Regions from separate parts of the Mus musculus genome. Here region 1 is linked to region 2. Evidence: chromatin contacts called from public HiChIP or PLAC-seq data. All regions are on one chromosome and are shown on one strand. The core of a region is the stretch at or near the end of the contact, and the rest is flanking DNA. Distances in the headings are between cores, read along the strand shown. Region 1 has its middle 28 kb from the start of Atrx. Region 2 holds the start of Magee1 (melanoma antigen, family E, 1).

Evidence for each region. HiChIP or PLAC-seq counts read pairs in DNA pulled down with a chosen protein or histone mark.
Region 1: a contact with region 2 is called in an H3K4me3 HiChIP or PLAC-seq map of embryonic stem cells, with 7 read pairs. The contact joins the enhancer-like site here to the promoter of Magee1 in region 2. A contact is called at or near these places in 3 of 39 promoter capture datasets (cranial neural crest, hippocampal neurons and maxillary cranial neural crest) and 4 of 115 datasets of contacts at active chromatin or transcription factors (astrocytes, embryonic hindbrain, embryonic stem cells and 1 more).

The regions. Positions count from the first base shown.
Region 1 is chrX:105,955,872-105,958,972 of GRCm38.p6, reverse strand. No RefSeq gene overlaps it. Among named protein-coding and RNA genes, the nearest start is that of Atrx, 28 kb to the right of the region's middle. Within about 2 kb of position 1,647, at least 9 of the 459 cell types and tissues checked have an H3K27ac peak or open chromatin away from gene starts, as enhancers often do. A contact at or near this core is called in embryonic stem cells, where this site is marked.
Region 2 is chrX:105,118,989-105,121,725 of GRCm38.p6, reverse strand. Magee1 (melanoma antigen, family E, 1) reads right to left here and starts at 1,348. Exons shown (of 1, transcript NM_053201.4): 1 at 1-1,348. The coding sequence starts at 1,115.

The DNA of each region.
Region 1 (3,101 bases), core at 398-2,897, 840 kb before region 2:
AATAGCTCTTGATCTCTTGCCTTCTTGTTCCTACTCTGTCCTCTTATCCCTTCCTCCTTTCTCCTCATCCCTCCCTCTCTCTCCACGTGCTCATGGCCATCCTCTGCTTCCCTTCCCTTCCCTTCCCCACCCTCTCCCTCCTTCCCTCCCTCCCTCCGTTTCTCTACCTCTAGTTCTCTCTCAATGCCCCTCTCCATGCTTTGGATAAACTTTATTCTATACTAAAATAATAATAATAATAATAATAATCACCAAATAAGTAAAAGCTTAAAAAAATAGTGCCACAGTCAGGCATAGTAGCATATACCAGTAACCCCAGCACTTGAGAGTGGAAGCCAGGAGGATTATAAATTCAAAGTTGGGCTTGAGAGATGGCTCAGCGGGTAAGAGCACCGACTGCTCTTCCAGACATCCTGAATTCAAATCCCAGCAATGCATGGTGGCTCACAACCACCTGTAATGAGATCTGACTCCCTCTTCTGGAGTATCTGACCCGAGTGAGAGTGAGCAGAGGTCCTAAAAATTCAATTCCCAACAACCACATGAAGGCTCACAACCATCTGTACAGTGTACTCATATATGTAAAAGAAATAAATCTTTAAAAAAAATAAATTCAAGCCGGGCGTGGTGGCGCACGCCTTTAATCCCAGCACTTGGGAGGCAGAGGCAGGCGGATTTCTGAGTTCAAGGCCAGCCTGGTCTACAAAGTGAGTTCCAGGACAGCCAGGGCTATACAGAGAAACCCTGTCTCGAAACCCCCCCCCAAAAAAAATAAATAAATTCAAAGTTACCCTGGGCTATACAGTGAGTTCAGAGTTGGCCTGTGCTACATGAGAACCTCAGTAGCTATATATAATTGACGTCTAGCAATACGTGGCTCATCAGTTAAGAGTAATTGCTGCTCTTCTAAAGGACCACAGCCATCATTATTCCTGTTACAGGGGATCCAACGTCCTCTCTGTCCTCTGAGGGTATCAGGCATGAATATGGTACACAGATATTCAGGCAAACACATCCAATCACATAAAAAAAAAAGTCATGGGACTGGAGAGATGGCTCAGTGGTTAAGAGCACTGACTGCACTTCCAAAGGTCCTGAGTTCAATTCCCAGCAACCACATAGTGGTTCACAACCATCTGTAATCGAAACTGATGCTCTTTTCTGGTGTGTCTGAAGACAGCAACAGTGTACTCATATAAAAACAATAAATCTTTTTTTTAAAAGTCACACACACATAGCAACAAAAAAACCTTGGAGAGTGAAGAAAGTTTCAAACTATCCACATTATAGTTGAGGGTATCACTGAGCAGTAGAGTGCTTGTCTAACATGTATGATGAGACTCTGGCTGTAATCCCTAGCACAAGAGAAATACAAATACAAGAATCTTAGACTAAAATAACTACATCCTCATTCTCTCTCCACCCCCCCCCCCCCCGCCTCTCTGTTGCGCCCACCTCTGCCGGCAAGGAAGACACAACACAGTCTGATTCTTCTCAACAGCCACTACGGGGACCCCGGCACCCAGGGAGGTCTGCTTATATACTCTCCAGCACAGGGAAAGGCTTCGTGGCCCCCTGGGATTGGTCAGTCTGCCGGCACCTAATTTGCATGCACCCGCTCAGGAGGGGTTGGCGCCAGACTCGGGTTTACACCTGCGCTGATGTTGTTTATGACAACGGCATACCTGGCGCTCGGCGCCATCTTAGAGTTGGCTCCCTACATCTCTCTTTCTCCCTCTCTCTCTCTTTCCTTTTTATTCCAAGATAGGGTTTCTCTGTGAAGTCCATGCTGTCCTGGAACTTGCTCTATAGACCAGGCTGCACTGGAACTCGGAGATCTACCTGCCTCTGCACCTCTAAGGGATATTTCGCCCTCTTCTGGCCTCCACAGGTTGTGCATAAATGCACATAAACACAGACACGCTCCTACAGGAAATTAACAACAAATCTTTTAAATTTTTTATATCTGTCTGTTTGTGGAATTATGCCAGATGCTCTGGAACAGGAGTTATAGACAGTTGTGAGCTGCCATGTGGATGCTGACAATCAGACCCTGATCCTCTGGAAGAACAGCTAGTGCTCTTAATTGCTGAGCTGCCTCTGCAGCTCACATATCAATAAATCTTAGAAGAAGAAAAAAAATCAAGAAAGTCTGGTCTGCTTGCAGGAAGTAAATGACATAAGGTTGGACAAGATGACAACTAAGTAGTCACCTCCCCACAAGCACACCAAAGTAAACAGCTAGCCACACACACAGTTACCTTCACAGGAGCTAAGTAAACCAGATGAGAGGACATAGTGTCTCTGTCCTACTAAAATGGAAAGACATGTTGAAGAAAGCAAAAAGTCACTTGTGTGGTTTTTCCCATATCTCCAAAAACCCCAACCTGGACATGACTCCTGCACAAGGAGATAAACAGAAGAAAGCCCAGGGCTCCTGAAGCTTGAAACCCAGTCCCAGGCCCTCCATGACACCTAATTCTTGGTAAACCCTCACCATCCCTATGATCTGAGACACTGGGACTGAGGGAGGCAAGCTTAGAGAATATTTTAGTAGTCTGGGATTCTATTTGGTTTGGTTTCTGTACAACCTCCTTCTAATAATGTACTTGGAAGCCAAGCTCCCTCACTTGCATGTTCTCTGAACAGTGCACCTAGTAACCTGTTGGCAAGGCACTGATCCAACTGCACACCCCCATACTCCAAATGATTTCGCCTTTCCTAATGACCGTCAAGGTTGAACAGTTTCTATTCCAACATATTCCCTTTTTGTCCAGGCACAGTTTGTGTATGTATGTCCAATATCAAGCCTGAACTGGTTTGGGATACATGCATAATAACACAAAACTATGCTCAAGTGAACCTTTGAAGAGAATCCCCTATTTACCCTTATCATGACAATGCATAACTGAACAAATATATGATTAAAATCAGATGTATTATGGGAAGGAACATATGTAGTTAGCAAAGACTGACATAATCTAAACCTTTCAATCAAATAGAATACCACACAAACTATATTCATAGCAACCAACCCTTCCCCAAACCTTTTTTTTTTTTTTTTGAGTCAGAGCCTGGCTATTATTATGTAGACCAGGCTA
Region 2 (2,737 bases), core at 99-2,598:
GCTAGGGACATCTGCGAGGTGCTCGACCCCTCCCCCAGGCAGTGCAGCTCCGAGGTGCTCCGGCCCTCCCCGCAGGGAAGCAGCTCACAGGATCCCTCCGCAGCGCATGGCGCCAGCGAGCTGCAGAAGCCCTCAGCAGAAATGGATGACAGGGACGAGCTCAGGCCCTCGGCTGAGGTGCTCGGGCTCTCACAAGCAGCTGATGGCACCGAGGTGCGCAGTCCCTTTTTGGAGGTGGGCGGCACGTTGACGTTACATCCCTCCATTATGATGGGCGACACCCAGGAGCTCTGGATCTCACCGGAGGGGGGCGACATGGAGGCGAACAGTCCCTCAGCGGAGGGGGGCGGCGCAAAGATGTCGGGTTCCTCCAAAGCGGAGAACAGCATAGAGATGCTCAGGCCCTCACCGAAGGTGGGCGGCAGGTTGATGCCCAGTCCATTAGAGTCAGTGGGCGGCACCGAAGTGCTTGGGTCCTCACTAACGGAGTAGGGCTCGTTGATACCCGGTCCCTCCGAGATGTTGGGCGACATAAAGATGCTCAAGCCCTCATCAGAAATGCCCGATTCCTCAGAGAAGGTGGGCGGCACCGAGATTCCCGGGCCCTCACCCAGGGTGGGCTCCATGTTAGGGCCCCCATCAGAGTGACGCTGCTCAGAGATGGCCAGCCCTTCTGAGACAGGGAGATGCTCATAGGCCTTTGAGCCTTTAGGAGCAGTGGGCGGCACAGGGCTATTCGGGCCCTCCGAGGCGGTGATTGACATAGCGGTGTTCAGCCCTGCGGAAACTGCAGGAGGCCGGGAGGCGCCCCGACCCTTCCTGGAGGTGGGCATCTCGGAGGTGTTCGGCCCCTGGGAAATGATGAACTGCCTAGGGGCGCTTGAGCCCTCTGAGGCGGTGGGCGGCACAGAGGCGCTTGGGCCCTCCCGGGGGGTGGGCAGCATGGAGGTGCCAGGGCCCTCAGAGGCGCGGAGGCCCTGGAGGATCTTAGGATCGTTGCGATCCCGAGGGACGTCTGGGCCTGGCACAGCAGCAGGGTGACCCTTCCCGTTGTTTCTGCGCGCATTGGCCCTTCCACCGCGGCGGCGGCGCGAATTCTGGCTTACCAGCGACATGGTCCTGTCGACCGACGTGTGGAAGCTGACACTGACAGGCCCGCGATCTCACAGACGAGGGGGAGAGGTATGTAGGCGCCTCTGCACGGAACTGCCGCTAGAGCAGGAATGCTGCTGCTGCCAGGCCCGAGCAAGTCGCAGGAGCAGAAATTAGAGGTGGTGGGCAAGAACGAAGGTTCTAGCCGACTGTGAACGCTAGTCTCAGAATGCTCGCCTCTCACACCCCGCCTTCTGCCGCAGTCCGCGCAGGCGCAGTTGGGCTCTGCGACAAGGCGACCCCGCCCAACCCAGCCTCTCCCGTGGGTTTGCGAAAGTGGACCTGGTGATTCTGCACCAAAACTGCGCAATGGCAGGAGGGAGGCTTTGATAGGAGACAAGGAGCTTGGAGCAGATGGGTAAATGGAGGTAATACTAGCTATTTCTCAAGAGTCAGGGTACCTACTAGAAGGTTTCTACCCAAGTGTCAGGTACTTGATAGATTTTCAAAATTGCATCCTAAGGATGCATTGGGGAAAATGTGCGTGGCGCATGGAAGGGTGCAGCTTTCATCCCCTCCCTTGTCTCCTCTGTCATTTTCTCTATCGAAACCTCTAATACCTCTCAAATTACTGCCCCTTCTCCAAAGGGCTGGGATTTAGTTCTACTTAGGAAACCTGTAGCTAGCTAGAAATTTTCACTGCACAGTCCCAACCCTTACCAATGTAGAAAAATGTAATCTCTTTTGTGGAGTCCTTCAATAGTGCTATTCCAACCACACCCAAAATTAATTATCCTAGGACAGTTAGTTAGCACCATGGGGTCTGTTAGAAAAACTCACTGTCAGGTTTTGAAAACTGCAATTAGCATGGTTTATGGAGGCAAGTCTCTGGGAAGGTTTCTATTAGTTACTAAAGAGCTACTGGAATATGAGCCAGCTAAAGCACAGGAAGCTGTCCAGAATTAGAAGGATAATGGATAGAAGGAAACATTTGGTTTCCTTATAGGGCCTCATGGTTACCTATGCTGCCAGTATTCTGCATGTTTCTGTGAAGTTAATCTTGTGTAGCTTTGTGCAGTACCAACTGGTTTTAACAGAATCAATCATATGGTGTCATATTCCAACAATATTTTATGTTATCCACATTGCATTCAGCACATGGGTCCACAAAATCGACTATGGGCCTATTACAGCATTACCTAAATATGTGCATATGATTAGCCTCTGAATCTTGGCTAATGTCTATGGTTAGGAGAACAGGCTCATTTTCATAAGTGAAACTTGTGGAGGAGCTTTCCCAAAGATTCTGCTACAGTCTATTAAAATCAAGCTGGTGAGAAGCAAGCCCAGAATGCAGTTAAAAATGCCATGCTATATTCTGCTGCAGCAGAAGACACGTGTACATTTGGGGAGTTGAGTGTTCCTTCTTGTTCACATTAGTGTGCATGAGAGTTCATGTTTCCTAATGACTGTCAAGCACACACAAAGAAGGGGCTCTTCCATGTGCCTGCACTAGAATTAAAAGAGATCACAATTTAAATAAAGTTGTTAATTTAATAGCTGCACACAAAATTATACCATGTACAATAGAACAGTCACATATGGAACACTCAGGGGTGGTCACATTATTTAAAAAATAAACACT